2 separate regions of the Mus musculus genome follow, and region 2 is linked to region 1. The links are chromatin contacts, called in public HiChIP or PLAC-seq maps. All regions are on one chromosome and are shown on one strand. The core of a region is the stretch at or near the end of the contact, and the rest is flanking DNA. Distances in the headings are between cores, read along the strand shown.

Evidence for each region. HiChIP or PLAC-seq counts read pairs in DNA pulled down with a chosen protein or histone mark.
Region 2: a contact with region 1 is called in an H3K27ac HiChIP or PLAC-seq map of regulatory T cells, with 10 times the contacts expected there. The contact joins two enhancer-like sites. A contact is called at or near these places in 4 of 484 Hi-C or Micro-C datasets (differentiating embryonic stem cells, embryonic stem cells, nephron progenitors and 1 more) and 4 of 115 datasets of contacts at active chromatin or transcription factors (T-cell acute lymphoblastic leukemia, double positive thymocytes, embryonic stem cells and 1 more).

Annotation. Positions count from the first base shown.
Region 1 is chr14:15,330,094-15,335,774 of GRCm38.p6, reverse strand. Gm31658 (a long non-coding RNA gene) reads right to left here. Exons shown (of 3, transcript XR_383097.4): 3 at 3,355-3,401. Among named protein-coding and RNA genes, the nearest start is that of Gm31577, 11 kb to the right of the region's middle. Within about 2 kb of position 4,199, at least 3 of the 459 cell types and tissues checked have an H3K27ac peak or open chromatin away from gene starts, as enhancers often do. A contact at or near this core is called in regulatory T cells, where this site is marked.
Region 2 is chr14:16,180,133-16,186,269 of GRCm38.p6, reverse strand. No RefSeq gene overlaps it. Among named protein-coding and RNA genes, the nearest start is that of Oxsm, 60 kb to the left of the region's middle. Within about 2 kb of position 4,154, at least 24 of the 459 cell types and tissues checked have an H3K27ac peak or open chromatin away from gene starts, as enhancers often do. A contact at or near this core is called in regulatory T cells, where this site is marked.

The DNA.
Region 1 (5,681 bases), core at 2,950-5,449:
TCTCCTGCTCAGACTGTTCTCTGAGAGACCAGGGATACAAGATGGAGATCTAGACTGAGTCCTGGGGTCAAAGTCCTCCCTGGAGGCCAACTCTCCTCTGGCAGGAAAGGTGCAGAGAAGTCTGAGGGTCAGCTCTACCTCCTGGCTGAGAATGAAGGCCCAAAGGGACCCTGTCCAAGAAGCTCCGCTGCTTCTGCAACCCATGTGCTCTCTTGCACGGACTGACCTCCGAGAGACCCAGGGCAGAAGATGAGGAACTCACGTCACTCCTGGAGGTCTGGGCACTCACTGTAGGCAAGCTCTCCTCTGGCGGGGAAGGTACACAGAGGTCTGAGACTCAGCTCTGCCCAGGTTTAAATTTTTAACATAATTTTTTATTGAATCTTTTGGAATTTTACATCATACACCCTATTCCCACTCATTTTCTAGTCTTTCCATATTCACCCTCCACCCTTATAACCTTCCCACAAAAGGAAATTTTAAAAATGAAAAATAAGAATAGGAATAAAGAACAAATCAAAACAAAACAAAAGATAAAAACAAAACCAAAAAGAAACCAAAAAGACAAAACAAAACAAAACAAAACCCAAAAGAACTTCCCAAAATAATCTTGCTGACCTCTTGGGTATCCTGTTGTTCCCCTATGTCATGGAGATCCTGCAGCTTTGAATATGAAGGACAGGCCCCTTTACAAACTCCAGCAGCTTATAGATGGAGTAGATGTTGAGGTGGGCCATCTTAAAGCCATGAATCAGCTCTCGCGTGCCCATACCTACACCTATGCCATTGGGTCCAGAGCTTCCTCATCACCTCTGTGAGGGGTGTGGCCAGTACTCCTGGACATCTTGTGCCCACATCACTAAGTCAGCTCTCTTATACCCAAGCCACCAGGGACAGTTCTCCCATGCCTACCAGATGAACTCTTGTGCATATTATAGCTGGTATGTGTGGAGGGATAGTTTTTTTTTTTTTTTTAATTTTAATTAGGATAAAAGAAGCCATTCTTTGACTCAGCTAATTAATCCGGATAATCCCATTAAGAACCTTGCTGTTCAAGGAAGATTTGCTAAGCCTTATCAACACAGGGGGAGTCCTTCATAAAAGCCTTTGTCTGCTGCCTAGCTGTGGTCCTTTCTCCCAGAAAGTTGCCTTTCCAACAGGATGCCAAGAATTCTACAGAACAGAAAGTCTATCTAGCCTTAATTTTTGCAGCCTTAAAAATTCTGACCAATGGGAGGAAGAGATTTCTTTGTAGTTGAGGATAAGTACTGCTCCTACAGAGAACCAGAGTATGGTGTCCAGTACACAGGTTGATCTGCTTCCAAGTGCCTGCAATTCCAGTTCCATGGAGTCTGTCACCCTTTTCTGGTCTCTGCATACAGCTATACCCATATGCACAAATCCATATACAGGAACACACATTTGCACATAACCAATTGTTTAAAAAAAAACAGAACAAACAAAACAAGAAAGTGCAATTGTGGCAAGAAAAACAGGTACACAGAAAAGTCTCATCCATGTACCTGCCATTGCATTCCATCACATTCTTTTTTGCTTCTGATTTCTTTTTATTTCCAGTTGCTTTGTTTTAGATTCTCTTTCTCTTTCTATGTCTCTGTTTCTCTGTCTCTCTCAGTCATCTGTCTCTGACTCTGTGTCTCTCAATATGTATGTGTATGGGGGGGGGGCATGAGGCATGCACCCCACCCTTCCTTCCATTTCTAACAGATACCCCAGTGGAATTTGATGTCAGTGATCAACAGAACAGAATACAACAGCTCAGTTTCCGATCTAGGTAGAGCCCTTTGATAGAGAGCAGACAACACAGAACCATTGTCACCAGTTGAAGCCATTATTGCATAGTACATCCACTGAAATCTGGTGCTTAGCTACCCCAGGATATATTCTAGAAGTTTCTCCAGGAAAAAAAAAAGTGTCTTCCCAGACTTTCAAAGAAAATTTCATTTGTTCAACCTCATTCCTCTTCCAGTAAAATACAGCATTTGGCTTCAAAACTTCTCAGCTTCTGTGGAGGTGAGATGAAGGGAGAATGGAAACTTGAGACTGGCAAGAAGTTTTCTATTTTTATCTGTAAAGTTTCCAGTCAGTTCAAATTTCAGGTGATTTTTATCACTTTCAAAGTTGAAAGAGAAGAAAGATTGATCCATTTCAAACCCACAGCATTTGTGACATCCATACAGAAATAAGAGCTTCTTGTGAACAGGCTGAATCTTTACGGAGGCTTGTGAAATACTGTGACACTTTACTGGAAAAAATAAAAATATGCAGTGTCCAAAAATGGGGATAATTCAAGCTCTGTTGATGGTCATAGTTTATAAAAATTACAAAGATGTAGATAGCAACAGATACCCCAGTGGAATTTGATAACTACCAGAGACCGTCAGGGAAAGGACAGCAGCTCTCTCCCAGGCCCATAGCCTTTTGATACAGAGCAGATGCTACAGAACCGTTTGTGTGGTGCATCCTCTGCAATGTGCATGCTGCTAAGTATTCAACTTTATCACAGAAAAGAATTTCAGGATGAGCCAGGATGAGGCAGAGCTGGAGTTTATTAAAAATATATTCTTAACTTAATAAAAATAAAGGCACTCAAGGAAAGAATGCAGTACCCCCAAATGTGGTGTGGGCTTCTCAGAGAAGAGTCACTCATTAAGGCCTTTTGAACACTCACTTGTATGATTTTGATGACTTCTGAAATATTGCTTAAAAAGAGATGCTTAGGGGTCTAAAGAGATTGTGGAATGGATCCTGAGATGTAATGGGCAGGATGCACAGATAGGGAGAATCTTTTAGTCACAGGGGCACAGGGAGTCAGGATGTCTGCACTGTTAACTAAAGTTGATACAAACATTTTGTTCTTGAGATTCCCAGAAGAGACCTGGGAAGAGTAGTTCACTGAATTTTAGCATCCTTATTTAAAAATATCTCCATATAAAATAAATACTGTCTCTGTATAAGCACTCTTCACGGCAAATGTTGCTGACTCTGCTGAAATTTTTGGTTCTCAAACTGGGGAGAAGTCTCATTCAACTGAGCTCCAGAGTGAAGCACTTTGTTTACTTCCACAACCTGGTAACTTGCCCAAAGTTCTACAGTATCTCAATTCCAATCAACTCAGCATGTCAGGGTTAATAAAACTCTACATATTAATGCTTTGCCAGTTCTTACCATACCATTCTGCAAGCATTATACCTATAAGCATCTGTCTTTCATCTCTTCTCTAAATGAGAAATGCAATACAACTAGGTTTTAGTAGTAAATTATATGGCCAGTCTTGGAGCTCACCTGAAGGCTGATCCAAGAGTGACAAAAACGACTCCAAGTTCTTTCTGTCTTCTCAGTCAGCCCTTCTTGATGTCAGCTTAAGTGCTGGCAGAGCTCTGAAAAATCAGCAAAACAATTTTAGATCTCCTACCCTAATGTACAGTAGTATCATGAAAGATTTACAGAAGAAAGTAAGACTTTTCTGATGCCAAAGCCTGGGTGTCTATCTGTGACTCTTCTAATAGCTTTCTTTTTTTTTTATTTTTTTTAAATTTTTTATTAGGTATTTAGCTCATTTACATTTCTAATGCTATACCAAAAGTCCCCCATACCCACCCACCCCCACTCCCCTACCCACCCACTCCCCCTTTTTGGCCCTGGCGTTCCCCTGTACTGGGGCATATAAAGTTTGCGTGTCCAATGGGCCTCTTAACCTCAAGTCAGTAATGACCCACAATGAGTGGAATCTGCACTTGTGCTTAAGCCAATCAGAACCACTGCCTAGATCTTATTTACAACCACACTTCCCAGAAGCAGGAAAAAATAAACTCTAATATAAAATGAGGTTAACTGCAGTAGACCCAAGAACAAGCAGGGCTTTAGGAAACATGCATGTACAGTAAAAATAGTTTTTACATCTATGTGTTTGTGGAGCAATTAGGTTAGCATCTTTCAAGTTAACAAGATCTATGTCAAAATTATGAAAACAACACATGTCATTTTCTAAAAGAATAAGCCTAAGAACTATTAAAATTTTGGTTATGTAAAAACAAGTCTGTGGTAATTAATGTGAGTGATTGTCCTCTGTAGGTATGAAAATATGCTTCATATTTGAGCATTGTACCTGATACTAAATTAGGATACAAGTTTCAATAGGCCTGTTTTCAAAGAAGCAACAGGAAATGATGCATTAGGACTTACCAGCAATGTATAGAACAGGAAGCAAACCAGACACTGGATTGGATAAGTATGTAAATACACACATCAATTGCAATACCAGAGAAAAAGTTGAGCAATTAGAGAGACAGCAAGCACCCCAACACCCTGCCATAACCGTTTGTAACATGAAGGACCCACTAACAGTGGGTAAAAGTGTGCCAAAGAGGCAAGGCTCACAGGAAAGCATCTGTGGAAAAAAGACCAGAAAACAGCGCCCCCCGATGGCCCTTTCATAATTGAACACAGTCCTGAGAGACTAAGCAGCACTTTGTAAGACAGAAGAGCTCCTTTAGGTGAGGCAGACCTGAACTATGTGCAATCAGTGCCTGAAGGTGAATTGAAAACACTAATCCATCTAAATTCTGCAATAGGTAAAAGAATTCCAGGTCTCATCTAAATTCTGCAGTAGGTAAAAGAATTCCAGGTCTTAGAATACCAAGGAAAGCCTTTTGTGGGTTGAAAGTAAAATGTCAATTCAAAAACAGTTAAAACTCCAGAGTACAAGAATTGACATAAAATCAGACAACAGCCACAGACAACCTAAAAATAAATACATTGGCTAAGACTCTTGTTGAAACTGACTCTCCTCTCCTGAGCTTGCCAAAAATGAACAAGTATGGCAGATTGATGTGGAAGTCCCAGTTGAAGAATACAGTAAGATTGTGAAATTATGTATGACAGTGACCTCATTCTAAGGTGATCAATTACATAATCACATATTTGCGTGGACACAAGGGAGGAGAAAAATACCGTTATTTCTTGCTTTGTGTTCTTTTATTTATCCTCAATCCTTCTGTTCCTTTTTAATTAATCTATCTTTATCCAAAAAAAATTAAAACTGTTTAGAAATGTTTAAGCTACATGGAAAGGCCATGTTTGGATATTCAGTGACTTACAGCAGAACTGACTAAGTGAGGTCACTTAGCTGATCTTGCCTGGCGACAGAAAAGGAAGAGATAGTGTACAGGGATAGTGTAAATGGTGCAAAGCAAGCAGAGTAAAACTAAACTGGAGCTCCTGTGGGAAAGGAATTCTGTTTGGTGTTCCATCTGGTGTCACTTTATTCCCATCTACATCCTGTCATCAAGATATGAACACTCTTGTCAACTGGAATGAGAAGCTCTTGGGAACAAGATAGAAGACAGAGTGGATAGATGTGCAGAGCTGAGCACATGGCCGCCTGTGATACTAGGAAACTCCAATAAACACATGCTGGGTGTCTGTAGACCAGAGATTAGAGTTCAGTAAAGGAGCTGCAATGAAACAGGCCTGAACCTATGACAAAAAAGGGCAGGGCCATAGTGGAAGGTGCCACTAGGAATGATGATGAAGATTTGCAAGAATGTCAAAGACAGCCATGCTTTAGAATTGTCCCCAGCAGAGGTTCTCCAGGTCAGGTGACTTCCATGTGACTACAGAGCCAGGGCCAGATCTGCTCTCCTTACCTCCTTTGCTCT
Region 2 (6,137 bases), core at 2,905-5,404, 850 kb before region 1:
TTTTCTTCCTTCCTTCCTTCCTTCCTTCCTTCCTTCCTTCCTTCCTTCCTTCCTTCCTTCCTTCCTTCCTTCCTTCTCTCTCTCTCTCTCTCTCTCTCTCTCCCTCTCTCTCTCCCTCTCTCTCTCCCTCTCTCTCTCTCCCTCTCTCTCTCTCTTTGTGCATAGGTGTGCACACATGTTTAATGCAGAAGTCAAAGGACAACCATGGGTTTGGTTCACCTTTTTTATTAAGCCTGGAACTTTGCCACACAATCTAGGTTCCACCTCCCATCTTGTTGTTTCAAGGATTATAGGCTTGAACAGATGCAAGCCATAGACCCGGCTTTTTACATGGATACTAGAGATTCAAAATTGGGTTCTCATACTGGCAGAGCAAACTTTACCCACTGAGCTGTCTCCCCAGGGTCTTTTCTCCTTAATGGGGCACTATTCTGCAGCAAAGCTTTATCCTCAAGTCCTTATCTACATGTATTTCTCCCTGAAAGTCCCTAATTCTTGTTACTATCATACTGGGGTAGAGATGGGGGTAGGGGTGGAGGCAGGATAGAGGTGGAACTTCAACCTATGAGCTTTGACCAGCCCAAACTTACAGTCTATAACAGAGATAATATCTGTTGCTGCAGAACACTGTTGAATTGCCTGTGACATGCAGCCATGGTGACAAAGGCTCTGCCCAGGTAGTGGTGTAGATCTGTGTAACATAACTTATGAACAGCAAGAACTACTTTTAACCTATGGGGTCAGAGAAGTAAGGCTTATCAGAGGGATTCTAATGCAAGCTGTTCACTGCTGAGACTCTAAGCCTGGGACTGAAGCACTACTGTTATGGCTAATAGAAGAAGTAGCTTATCTGAAGTAACCAGTGGCCTACTGTCAATTATAATTTAACAGGGTGAAATGAAGTGTTTGTGTCCTTAATTTTGAAGCACATAGATTACTTTGAACTTGATGACTGTATTCATTGTCTGTGCACACACTCAAAGTTGGCAAGTCAAGGCTGCCTTTGTGACCCTCTGCTTCCAGCATGCCCTCTTCAAATATCCCTGGTGTGCTTTCTGCTCCACTGTGTCAATTCTGAACTGTTAACTGACAGTCAATGATGGAGCTGAGTATAATCCCACAAGTATCTGCTTCTCACTAATGGCTCTTGTTGAGGTAGCACTTTGAGGGTACAGCTCAGTGGTAGGGCTTCTTCGCCTACTTAGGCATGAGGTAGAAGTATTTGGGACACAGATATGAGTGAGAAGAGAGGAGAAAGTTTTGCTTAAGCCTGCCTCCATTTATGCTATATGTATAGGAAATGCATATTTAAGCTTTAAGCATGTCATCTATTTCTCTTTGTTTCTTTTAAATATTTTAGTAATGCATTTCATCTCATCATTTACATTCTTCATAGTAGACAATTATTAATGCCCTCAGAGGTACCCAAGTATATTAAAAACAACTCCATAAGGAGAGAAAACTCAAGCCACCTCAAGATCAGCATCCTTAAATTAAAATTATTACTAGAGGAAATAAGGTCTTTGATGAGTGCCTAGGCATTTCCAACCTTTTTTGTTTTTAATAAGACACTTTGTTTGCCTTATATTTCATCTCTTTATTATGCATTTCATGCTGTCGTTATGGTTTGTGCTGCTGCCTTTGAAGAGCCTTAATACCTTCTTAATTGCATTGTGACAGGCTTGTCATTTATGCTTGTCATTCTTATTAGAAATGTATTTTGTGTTTTGTTGGGGAAGAGTACTTAAGATGGCTGTGTAAAATTGTGAAGATGGCAGCCATCCTTACTGTTCTGTGGTTCTTATGATCTCTGGTCCGACTGAACTACCTCATAGACAAGGTGGGATAGAGCCTCTTCCCTTGATGTGTGCTTGTTAATTTGAAAGCAACTGTTTGTCGGTAATAGTGCAATTTAGGTATAAACACTGAGAAGTTGAGAACAACTCATATGTACAAAGAAAGACCCTGTTAGCCCAATAAGGCCACTGCTTCTGCTCTGGTGTAGACCTAGTGTGAATGCATGCAATCTTACTTATGGTTTATGTATGTAGTCTTGAAAGTGTAAGCAACTTACAATTTACTCATCTAGCTTATTCATTTTATTTAGATTCTACTGTAGCAAAATTTTTATAATTACAATTTTTTATGCAAGAATAACTCCTGTTTTTATAGGTATTTGCATATAAAATGAATTTTCATATCTTAGGTCAAATTTTGTTTTAGAATACATGTCCAGAGGTATGACTATTGTGTCAAAGGATAGACACATGTTTGAACTTTTTCATACTTTTTAACTAATTATGTAATAGAAATTGTTTAACATTGGCCTAGAATATAGCTCAATGGTAGAACACTTTTTCAGCATTTGCAAGGCCCTGGGTTCAACAATCACAAAAATAAAAAGAGAAAGAAATCAAATAACATTTAATATCCTTTCTTGCATATTCTGTAACACTCTCTATAAACTTGGTTACAATTGGAAAGAGGAGAAAGACAGGGGAAAGAACAAACACTATGGTTAGATGCACAGATCATAAGGCTGAATATTTTTTCTATAAATTTATTTAGCACATGTCCTTTGCTGTGATATGTGTTTTGAGGTCCAGCTATAGATCCTCCTCCTGTACTTCTTTTCTCTCAGGGTGTCCAGATGCTGCTGCATGTTGGGCTGGAAGGATGAAGTGGAGTCTGGAGTGGGTGGTGTGCTACAGGAGCCTGATCTGGCTAGGAGTGCCAAGGGCAGGGAATGTGGTGGGGGGTTGGGTGGATTGGGGCAGCCTGAGAGGTACAGGGTCTGTGGGAGGAGAAGGCCTCTGAGGGTCTTAGTGTTACAGTATTTTTAGGGGAAGACCTTCTCCAACAATCTTCAATGAACCAGCTTTCTGAGATGGTCTGAGTTTGTGTATATGCCTTTATTTTGGGTGGGCTGGTATGCATATACTTTATTTGGGATGAATCAGGGATGTAGATGGACTTTGAAAAGTTGGAAGGAGTTTTCAGGGTAAATGAAAATCATTGACTGGAGCTTAAATGCCTCCTTTGCAAGGAGATGCATTCCAGGAATCCCAGGTACTTCCTGGATGGGTTCTTATAGGGAAAGAGGAAGTTGAACTTGTAGGTCTGCCAAGGACTATATGACCTTCTCCAAGTAGAGTGTGGAGGTTCAGGCTCCCCAGACAAGGTGAGAAAAGGAGAAATCCTGCTGGTAAAGGGAAGTTCCCCATTTTGCTCTGAGCTCAGAAAGCTATCGGGACAACAGTAGACTGTGACCTTAATTAGCAAGGTCCAACGTTTTTTTTAGTTGCTGTTTTCTGTTTTTATATTTTATTTATATTGTGTGTGTGTGTGTGTGTGTGTGTGTGTGTGTGTGTGTGTGTATGTTGTGCCTACATGCATGCAGTGCCCACAGAGGCCAGAAGAAGACTGCAGTTCCAGATGGTTGTGGACCTATGTGGGTGCTGGAAATGAAACTTTGGTTTTCTGGAATAGCAGCCAACAAATTCTCACAATCCCTGACCAGTTTTCCAACTACAAATCTGGCATTAAAAAAAAAACAACAACATTATTTAACCTGTGTGTACATTTTAATTTTTTCTCTAAGATGATATATCAATTTTTATTTCATGTTTCTTCTTTGTTTTTGGATTTGGATGTGTTTTATTTTACTAGAGCCTAGTTACCCTCCTGGAAATGTTAGTTTGCAGGAGACTCAGGCCACTATTTTTATTTTGGTGTTGCTATAGTTAGAATGTAAGCTGTCTACCGTAGATGTGTTATATGCTTGGTCAGTAGCTCATTTTCTTGTTCTGAGAGAGTCTGGGAAGTAGCTGAGGAGGTAGGCACAGGTTGAGCCACTTTGTGAGGCTGTACCAGGTCCTCATTGTTCTCTCTCCTTGCTGTTTCAGTTGGTGTCCACCACGTGGTAGAGATGCTTTTTCTGTGGTCCTCTACAGCCAGTCTGCTCTCCTCAAGTGCACAGGGACAAGTGACTATGAACTCAACACTCTAATGCTGAGCTATAATATAACTTTAACTTGCTTCTGCTAGGCTTTTTTTCTTTAAATGTGTTTGAGTGTTTGCCTGCACGTAGGTCTGAACTATGCATGTGACTAGTGCTTATAGCAGCCTAAAGAGGGCATTGTGTACTACTGGAAGTGGAGCTACAGGCATCATGTGCTTCCTAGGAGTTAAATCTGGGTCCTGTGGAAAAGCAGCCAGTGCTTTTAACTGCTGAGCCCTCTCCCTCTGGGCTGGGTATCTCACCACAGTGACAGAAACAGTAATTGAGATAGCTATGTTCATACTAGTCAGGTGCTCTAACACTGAGTTCACTCCAAGCCTTAAGGCATCAGCGTTGTTTGTGGATCTAGGCAGCTAGAGAAGCTTTGTGGTACCCTTTCTTCTGCTTCTAGCAGGTTGCTGCATCCTCAGCACTGGTGTCCTATTCAGAATGTTCAGTATCTAGTAGTTATCATTAAGCTGTTCTAATGCTCTCTGATGTTTTTACCAAGACTTTCATGGCAAACCCCAAAAGTGGGAAGAAAGAGTCATGGAGACAAACTTGAACTAGAACTCTATTTCTTCTTTTTCCTGGTGGGTGACCTTGGGTACTTATATCACATCCAGCCATACCTTTTTCCTTTTTGCTTGTATTACCTTTCCTTCTGTCTTTATCTATGTCTCATAAATAAATGAGTGATAAGTGAGGATTAGAAGTTAATATGATTTTATTTGTATTTTTGTGTTTGCATTTGTGCATGTAGGTGTTAGATCTTCTGGAGCTGGGATCACAAGAGGTTGTGCAGCTTTGTGTGGGTACTTTGAATTGAACCACAGTCCTATGAAAGAGGACCTTAACTCCTAAGGGACATCTTCACTGCCAGATTTCTTAAATAATGCTTTTAAAATTTATTCTTACAGGATTTCATATATATACACAGAGTACTATGATCATGTTTATTCCCAGTCCCTCCTAGGCTCCTCTACCTTCACATCCCCTCTACCTTCATGCCCTTATTCTCTGTTTTTATTACCCAGAGTCCATTAGTGCTTCAGATTTGGAGCATGGGAAACTTATGCCCTCCAAAGAATAATGATTCTATATCACTCAACAGCCACCTGCTGACTATAATAGCTCCTCAGATAGCGGTTGGACCTAGTAAATGTCTCTCCTATACATACTTCAATGGAGTTGTCATGTCCAGAAGACAATGTCTCACAGCATTCTCCAGCCTCTGGATCTCATTCTTCCTGTACCCTCTTCTATGACAAAGCAGACCAGAATAAGGGATAGCTTAGCCACCTTAGACTCCACTTAACTAGAGCTATACTCATCCCCCTTTGAGTAATGATGTTGTTAGCCTGAGACTCTTACCTGTATATACTATGTGTACCTCCAGCTCTGAACAAGGCACCCAGCAACCTGCTAGCAGCATAGGATACCTACTGCATTGAGCTACATATACATTCAACTCCAAACAGTGGAACAAGTTTCTTCTTTAAGGACCACCAAATTGGAAGGTTTCCATTCAAATGCACATCAGTGTATCCTAGCCTGAGAGAAGGAGGACTGATATGGCAAAACCATGTCTCTAAGTGATTAAGCTCAATCAGATGGTCAGTGGTTTGCTCAATCTAGCCTACATGCTACAATCTTACCACAACTCTGGACTTTTGGAGCTTTCTGGCGTTGAGAACTCCACAAAGAAAGGACAATATAAACTTCATTTGTTCACATTTAAGGACCCCATTTTTCTCCATTTTGAGGACCAGGCCTGATTTCAAAAAAGGCCATAAGGCACCAGCTTCAGGATAGCCCATAAGTCTCAGAAAGTAAGTCATAAGACACCGGCTCTAGGAACAGACCATAAAATCCAGAACAAGATCATACAACCCTCTCCCAAAGAACAGCTTGTGGATAACCACAAAAATGGGGACATATCTTATCTCAGAATGGGCCATCTGCCCTGGACAACCCTATTTTATCATATTGAATGCTGCTCACGATGTAGGAATGTAGGCCACTGATCACCTGTGACTCCCAAGCACCCACCAGTGAAATTTTAAGTTACCTAATCCTTCTAGAGAGTTCCCCCAGTTCTCTATAAGAAGGCCTGTGTGCCTTTTTCTGGGGTCAT